3 separate regions of the Sus scrofa genome follow, and all the other regions are linked to region 1. The links are chromatin contacts, called in public Hi-C and HiChIP or PLAC-seq maps. All regions are on one chromosome and are shown on one strand. Each heading gives the region's core, a stretch centred on a gene start, on an enhancer-like site or on the middle of the called end of the contact. The rest is flanking DNA. Distances are from core to core; before and after follow the strand shown. Region 1 overlaps EGFLAM (pikachurin). Region 2 overlaps LOC106506470 (a long non-coding RNA gene). Region 3 overlaps LOC106506470 (a long non-coding RNA gene).

Region 1 (2,672 bases), core at 126-2,625:
CAGGGCCAGGAATCGAACCCACAACCTCAGGGTTCCTAGTCGGATTCGTTTCCGCTGCACCACAATGGGAATGCCGCTTCTTCCTCCTATTCACTTTAACCAGAGGGCGACAAGTGGGGTGGGCCAGAATTTAAACTGCCCGAGCCTTTCACTTCTGTCTCTAAGAGACCTTCTGGCCCAGCGGGCCCTTGTCCTGGCCTCTGCCTCTTCAGAGGACATAAAGCAATTTCTTGTATAGATACCTCAGAAATTGTCTTTTAAATTTTACCTCTCTTCCTCTGCTTTTCTTTTTTTCTCCCTTTCTTTCTTCTTTTTCTTTTTTATGAAGTTTGCAAACATGCTGTGTGTGACCTGCCCACATAGAAACTTATACTTGGGGGCCCAGTGTCATTAGGTTTTGTGGTGTGCTGTTACCTCTTCTTTCTTTCTTTCTTCCTAATGTTCAGAAGTTAAATTTAAACTCTCTGGTCATCCATAGTGTCCACAATCACACATTTTTCTTTCCTGGGAGTGGAGTCCTTAGTTCAGTGTCTGCTTTGCACCAACCACATATTTATAGTTTTGTGAAACTATAACTGATTTCCTCAGCTGGCTTATTTGCTCTCGTTTTACACATTTCTTTGAACATGAAGTTCATTCTACCTTAATTTCTTTATACTCCCATTTCTGGGTCTTTCAAAAGAGAAAAGAGATATTGCTGTTACGTCTTTAGAAGAAATGCCCTGAATTATCCCTAATTTGTGACACCAAACACAACTGCTTAACCTATTCTCTTGCTAACTGGTGGAAGAGGGTGATTCCTCAAGAAAACGAAGTGACGAGAGGTTGGGAGGAAGGAAACACACTTGTAAAATATTAGAAAGTAAAAAGTGGGCTGAGGGCCAGAAGTGAGGAGGGCCAGACTGGTTCGTGGTCTGTTGCGCTCTGAGCTGCATGAGCTTGGGCAAATCCTTGGTGGTTCTGTGCCTCACTTTCCTCTTCTATAAAGTGGGGACAACCACCCCTCCCTTCCCCCATGCCCCCCACTTCTTCAGGTGATTGCGATGAAAAGCTTGTGACATTGACATGGGAAGGTGGCTTGCAAAAAAAGTCAAAACCTCGTCCCTCTTATTTCACCAGCATCTGAGGTCATGGCTAAAGGGGTTCTGGGCCAGATTGGCTTCAAATAAAGAAATCCTGTGGGGAGTTTGCTGGGGGATTGTTTTCTCTGCCTCCCTAGAGAACATAACACAGTTATTCCCCAGCTGCTCCCCACGTGACCCAAGACCTGCTCTTTGGCTTCCAGGAATCGCTGGGCATGGTTCAGGTTTCAGCATATTGCAAGGCCTTTTGGTAATGCTGAAGCCAGTAGCAGTGGCAGCCAGCCCCAGGGAGGGGACAACGGGGAGACGCCAACTCCAGGCCTTCAGGTCCCGCAGCCCCGAACCGGGCCAAGTGCGTGTGCTGCCAAGAGGAAGGGGCTGACAAGCTGATGAATGTCCTGTTTCCAGGAGCTGGCTTTCTTTGTGTTTTCCTGCCACGGGGTTGAGGGCTGGGGGTCAAGAGAACTACAGACCATGTAACCTCCGTTTTCTCTTCTGTCTCAGCCATCACGGAAGCCATTGAGATCCCGCAGTTTATCGGCCGCAGTTACCTGACGTATGACAACCCAGCCATCCTCAAGAGGTAATAAGCTTCCACCAGCATCTTCCTTATCTCCTGGGGGGGGGTGTCGATTTCTCAGTCTCTTCCGCAGAACTGTTCCTTATCTTGCATGCCAGAAGATAATTCTCCAAGAAGGCACGAGAATTTAGCCACAGTCCCAGGGGAAAAGAACACACAAAATAAACATAGAAACTAGAACAAAACAACACACACGAAAAAAAAAAAAAAACAAACTCAAAAATGCAGCCTTTCAAACAAGCGCCTGACAAACAACTCATACCCTTTCTGGTCAAAGGGCATGGAGAGAAGAGTGTACCCAGACCCGGGATTGCTACCCTTCAGGCTTTGAGAAGCAGTGAGAACTTGATGCTCCAGAAGGCAGGGTTACATGCACTTGCTTCCCCAGCAGGCAGTCAGCTTCCTGCTGTGCTATGGCCAGGGTCTGCCTGGAACCAGTTGCAGAAGGGTTCTGGTGCGCCTCCGCCGCATAGACAGCTCCAAGTCCATGTCCCACTTCGTGTTTTCATCAGCAAGGTCCACTGTCCTCTTCAGGCTCTTACCAGTTCGATGAGGGGCTCCTTAGCTCTCTTCATGTGGAGCATGGCCCAAGGAGATGCCCGAGTCACAGCTGTGGCTCTTTTTTCTTTCCTTTCTGACTGCACCCATGGCATATGGAAGTTCCTGGGCCAGGGATCGAATCCAAGCAGCAGCTGTGATTTACGCCACAGCTGTGGCCACCCCGGACCCTTAGCCCCATGCTCCAGGCTGGGGATTGAACTTGAGCCCCTGCGGAGACAATGCTGGATCCTTAACCTGCTGCTTTACAGTGGAAACTCCACAGATGTGGCTTTTAATTGCTGGTGGCAGAAGCTCCAGCCCCACTCCGAGTCCAAGCTCCTGGTTTGGAATAGCCAACTTACACGACAAGAGAAAAATGGACTCTAGGCAGAATCTTCAATCCAGTGAGTCTCCTCTTTGGCGCTTTTGCTTTGACCTTTTCTCTTCCTTCTCCTTCCCCCAGCTCTTTG
Region 2 (2,672 bases), core at 103-2,602, 420 kb after region 1:
TAGGCATTTGCAATACTTGACATGTTATCAGATTATATAACAGTCACCCCTCCCACCCCAGGCCCCCAGCAAACGTGCAATCAGATACATCAAATGACTTTTTAAAAATATCCCCTTGAAGCAATACAGCTACGTTTCTGGTGTTGCAAACCAACAAAGGCCCTCACAGCCCCCTCCCTCCAGGAAAATTAATAATACATAAGGGTTTTCAGGAATTGCTAGAAGTATGACACCCACCCTTTCTAGATTTCCCAGAAGAATCCTGATTTCTTTCTGACAAATAAGTTCATTAAGCATAAAATGAAATTTGCTTTGATTTTTAGCCCTTTGTAAATGTTGCGTGTCCATCAAACCATTCATCAGAAAAGGAAAAAAAAACCCTGAAAACCTGTGTTGGACCTTGCATCCTGATAGTCTGCTTGGAAACGTGGGGGCTGTAACTTCCCATTTTAGTGGGAAGAACGAACTAAAAGAGAAGAACCTGCAGACAGAGCACCTCCACCCAGTCCTGGTCCCTGGCTCCCTTCTACCTGAGCCCCAGGTCACTGACTGCGGGTGGTAAACACCAACACTGCACACACTCATGGGCAGTGCCCTGCTTTCTTCCCACAAAGCAAATTCCATTTTGCCTTTTGCAGAAGATGCATCTGACTCATTTTCCCCTCTGAGGGTCAAGTGATGACTGATTATGGGCCACAAATGCAACTGAGTCATGAGTGGAGAATCGCCAGTTGTGCCCATTCAATCATATTGAATTGCACCTTGAAAAAATAAGTTCTGTGAAACCCCAAACCCGCAAAAGCAACTTGACAGCAAGGCCCAGACCACAGCAGCCGTGGAGGGCATCTCATCCATCACTGTTCCCTGGGTCATTTTCCCTGAACCCCATCCAGCCCCTCTCGCTGCATCTCTCTCTCTTTTTTTTTTTTCCCAACTAAAAAAATAATAATAATATAGATATTTAATTTGGGGGGAGTTCTAAATACCATTTCTTTTTTATTATTATAGTTGATTTACAATATTGTATTGGTATCAGGTGTGTGGCATAGTGATTCAGCTTTTTTTTTTTTTTTTCAGATTCTATTTCATAGGTTCTTACAGGAAACTGGGTATAATTCCCTGTGCTACACAGTAAATCCTTGCTGCTTGTCTGTTTTATGTATAGTAGCTTCATTCCTCCCTTCTTTCTGTGCCTCCCTTTCCCTCTGCATCCCTGCGCCTCCAGTCTGGTCAGATTTGCGTGTAAATGTGCGAGCACAATTGGTTTCTCTCCTCCTCAAGGCTGCTGTCAGTTTCTGGCTGCATGAACAAGAATGTCACCAACAGCCCTGAGCCAGAGCGGCCTGTGCTCCCCACCCTTTCTTCCTGTCACCTTCCCGTTCACTTCCTGTGAGTTCTGACCCTTTCTTGGGAACATTAATTAACCATGATGCTTTTTTATCAGAATTCTAGGAAAGTGGATTTCCGTATGACTCACACTTCTGCAGCTTAAAGCGGTATTTACTACATTTAATTGAGGCAGATGAGTTTTTCCCTAGATGCTCACTGTGTGGATTTACAACCATCTGTAACCATTCTGGGAAAGAAAAAATAAAAATCAGCACCACTAGTTCTTCAGGAGGCTTTGCCATATCACTAAAACTCTGAGTGAAAACATATGGGATGCTTATTTTAAATGATCTCATAAATGTCTCTACCACAGAATACAACAGATTTCCTTTATAATGCTTGCTCGGTTTGAGAATAAAGATAACACCACCCCTAGAAATTGTATTCTCCCACTCTTTGCTTGATAAGAGAGTGCTTTTACAGCCTATATTGTTATAAACTCTAAGGGAGTTTACAATGTATACAATCATGAGCTTGTTAAATAAACTATGTAAATTTATGTGGAGCAGGGTCTGAATTAATTCAGGCCTAAATAAATCAAACTCTAGCGAGACCATGATTTAATTAAAAATTGACAATATGACTCATGGCACTTAAGTTTACTGATGTTTACTGCCAAAAGAAGCATCATTGTTATGACAGAGATAAATGCTAGAAGGGTTGATAGATTTCTCAAGGTTAAAACAGATAGAGGTATCAAGATGAATGTGGCATGGTTGAGAATTCCCGTAATTGCTCAAATAAATGTTGTTTGGGCAGTTTCAGACCAAGTAAAGTCACAAAGCAGTCATGAAAATCCATAAATGTGCATCTTTATTTTTCAGCTTTCCTCCCTCTAGTTTAGGTTTTTGGTTTCTCTTTACCTTCTTGTGAATATATCTCTATATAGGTATAGATATCTAAATATTTAGATATAGAGGTCTTGTGAATTTTTTTTTCAAAAAAATACATAATATATATTCAAAAATATATTATTTTTTCAAACTTAATTTTTGTTCCTGTTTTAACCGTATGTTTCTCTTTCTTTCTTTTTTCTTTTTTTGCAATATGTTCCCTGTTTAGTGCCATCCATATTTGTGTCTCAGCTACTTGTGCAAGTTTGTTTATGAGGCTTCTGACCTGGAACAAATGCAAATGATCTTTCAACTGGCTAAGGGCCCTCTTTGGCCTGCCGTCCCCGTCAAGGCCCCAGGACCACTGGCAGGTATTCCTGCTCGGGAAGCAGATTTCAGGAGAGGGCGGCGCCGGGAGGCGTGCAGGTGTGTTTCTGAGCACACATGCGC
Region 3 (2,672 bases), core at 114-2,613, 370 kb after region 1:
CTTTCTTTCTTTCTTTCTTCTTCCTTCCTTCCTTCCTTCCTTCCTTCCTTTCTTTCTTTCTCTCTCTTTCTTTCTTTCTCTTTTTTTCTCTCTCTCTCTCTTTCTCGCTTTCTTTCTCTCTTTCTTTCTTTCTTTCTCTTTTTTTCTCTCTTTCTCGCTTTCTTTCTCTCTTTCTTTCTTTCTCTTTCTTTCTCTCTCTCTTTCTTTCTCTCTTTCTTTCTTTCTTTCTTTCTCTCTCTCTTTCTCTCTCTCTCTCTCTTTCTCTCTCTCTCTCTCTCTCTCTCTCTCTCTTTCTCTCTTTCTTTCTTTCTTGGCCACACCTGCGGCATATGGAGGTTCCTAGGCTAGGGGTCAAATTGGAGCTGTAGCTAGCAGCCTATGCCACAGCCACAGCAATGTCAGTTCCAAGCTGCATCTGCAACCTACACCACAACTCACAGCAACCCCGGATCCCTGACCCCACTAAGCAAGGCCAGAGATTGAACCCACATCCTCATGGATGCTAGTCAGATTTGTTTCTGCTGAGCCACAATAGGAACTCCCCAACATTCAGTTTTAATATTAATAATCTTCAGCTTTGCTTCCTGTTTTTTCTAACCATAGGACAACTCCTAAAATTGCCTGGCAAGTGGGGAAAATACTTTTTTTTTTCTTTGAGGCAGATGGAAAAATCAGCCAGGTGTAAGACAGAAAAGTAATTCAAGAACCCTTCATTCTACCAATATACCAATCATGTTACAATAAAGAGATCTTAACAAAAGCATAATCAGAATACAAGCTTTTGAAAGCAGCCCCACCCCCTCCACTGGTGCTTAGCCACAGAAGAGCTTGAATTAAGTGGAATGCCTAGAATAAATAAATTCCATGTCCACTCTTGGGATGGGAGAGAGAGAGGAAGAGAATGATCATGAGAATATATTATTAAATGCCTAGTGAAACTTGAAATTCAAAGAAATATAAATAAATATAAATCTCCCTCTATTACACATTATAGAGAGATTGATCGATAAAGTCTCTTCTGTTTGAACAGGTTGATCTATAAGCTCTTCCTTCCATGTCATTTTTTTTCTTCTTTCAGAGACTCTGTGAATCATCACAGCCATAAAACTAGATGACTGAACACTGATAGTTAGTGACTTTTTACTAGAAGAGAACAGTGGCTTTAGCTCCCTGATGGAGCCGCCTTACCCAGTCATAGATTTTCTGTCAACTGCGCAGCCAAGAGGTGTGCTTTGCTGGTCAGAGGGTCTGATTGTCTGTCTTTGTAAATGATTCAGGCTCGGTGACTAACGAGACTCGAGGGCAGCATCTGCAACCTTCTCAGAATCCTTGTCCCCAGCAGGTTTCTTCCCAACCAAGGGGAGCAGCCCTTTCCCAGAGCTGGCCACACCCCAGCCCCTACCCGCCTGCCAGCTCTGCCTCACAGGGCCAGATCCCTGGGCCTGAGCCTGGATGGTGGCAGGAAGCCAACGTGTATAAGGACAAACTTTCTCCCCTTGCACTCTCACATGACATCAGTCAGCACAAGAAGTGCCAAAGTATAGGAGACTGACTTAATAACTGATTTAGTCTCTTCCCTCGAGATAAAAATAATGTGCCTTGAAATGACAGCATGTTCCCTTCATAATATTGAATAGGATATTTGTGGAACATCAGTTCTAGCTGTGGTACCCAACTTAGTACTTTCCTTCCAAGTGCTCTCACAGGCCTATGCTTGTGGGGGACAGACGCCCTCAGGGGGAGATGGCACTAGAATTATGACCCCTCTCTGAAGCCATGGAAATGGATGGCTTCACTGGATGTGACTTGGCTCCAGTCAACAGCTAATTACTTTTAGGGTCACAACTAAAGCCAGGTTTCCTCATCCTCAGAGTTCTGAGGATCTAGTTGAGGAGAGGAATATTACATAGCATTTGTGTGTGTGTGTCTTTTTTAGGGCCGCACCCATGGCATATGGGGGTTCCCCGGCTAGGGGTCCATTTGGAGCTGTAGCCGCCAGCCTACACCACAGCTACAGCCACTCGGGATCTGAGCCATGTCTGCGACCTACACCACAGCTCACGGCAATACCAGATCCTTAACCCACTGTGCGAGGCCAGGGATCAAACCCACATCCTCATGGATGCTAGTCAGGTTTGTAAATTGCTGAGCCACAAGAGGAACTCCTTACATAGCATTTTTTGAAAGAATGTTTGATTTTTTTCTGATTGCAGAAGTAATATGTGGGAGTTACTGTAATAGCTCAGTGGTTAACAAACTCGACTAGTAACCATGAGGTTTCGGGTTTGATCCCTGGCCTCGCTCAGTGGGTTAAGGATCCAGCATTGCTGTGAGCTGGGGTGTAGGTCGCAGACGTGGCTCAGACCCCGCGTGGCTGTGGCTGTGGTATAGGCTGGTGGCTACAACTCCAATTAGATCCATAGCCTGGGAACCTCCATGTGCCATGGATGCGGCCCTAAAAAAGACAAAAAGACAAAGAAAAAAAAAAGAAGTAATTTGTATTCATTTAGAAAACTGGAAAAACGCTAGGAAGCACTAGGAAGCCAAGAAAAATCACCCATATCCCCATCATGTCTACGATGATTGCTATTAACATATGGATGTGTAATCTCACGTCTGTTTTCCTTTAAAAATGGTTTCTTACATACATTCCTGCAAGCTTCAAACCTGAG

Evidence for each region. Hi-C and Micro-C count contacts between places; a contact is called where the count stands out from the background. HiChIP or PLAC-seq counts read pairs in DNA pulled down with a chosen protein or histone mark.
Region 2: a contact with region 1 is called in a Hi-C map of liver, with 8 times the contacts expected there. The contact joins two enhancer-like sites. A contact is called at or near these places in 1 of 5 promoter capture datasets (liver), 26 of 47 Hi-C or Micro-C datasets (adipocytes, adipose tissue, brain and 15 more) and 1 of 2 datasets of contacts at active chromatin or transcription factors (skeletal muscle).
Region 3: a contact with region 1 is called in an H3K27ac HiChIP or PLAC-seq map of skeletal muscle, with 8 times the contacts expected there. The contact joins two enhancer-like sites. A contact is called at or near these places in 3 of 47 Hi-C or Micro-C datasets (embryonic fibroblasts, heart right ventricle and skeletal muscle) and 1 of 2 datasets of contacts at active chromatin or transcription factors (skeletal muscle).

What each region holds. Positions count from the first base shown.
Region 1 is chr16:23,583,741-23,586,412 of Sscrofa11.1, forward strand. EGFLAM (pikachurin) reads left to right here. Exons shown (of 24, transcript XM_021076641.1): 19 at 1,587-1,665. Among named protein-coding and RNA genes, the nearest start is that of EGFLAM, 180 kb to the left of the region's middle. Within about 2 kb of position 1,376, at least 16 of the 83 cell types and tissues checked have an H3K27ac peak or open chromatin away from gene starts, as enhancers often do. A contact at or near this core is called in liver and skeletal muscle, where this site is marked.
Region 2 is chr16:24,006,454-24,009,125 of Sscrofa11.1, forward strand. The region is part of intron 3 of LOC106506470 (a long non-coding RNA gene); the gene reads right to left. Among named protein-coding and RNA genes, the nearest start is that of OSMR, 34 kb to the right of the region's middle. Within about 2 kb of position 1,353, at least 4 of the 83 cell types and tissues checked have an H3K27ac peak or open chromatin away from gene starts, as enhancers often do. A contact at or near this core is called in liver, where this site is marked.
Region 3 is chr16:23,952,223-23,954,894 of Sscrofa11.1, forward strand. The region is part of intron 3 of LOC106506470 (a long non-coding RNA gene); the gene reads right to left. Among named protein-coding and RNA genes, the nearest start is that of OSMR, 88 kb to the right of the region's middle. Within about 2 kb of position 1,364, at least 3 of the 83 cell types and tissues checked have an H3K27ac peak or open chromatin away from gene starts, as enhancers often do. A contact at or near this core is called in skeletal muscle, where this site is marked.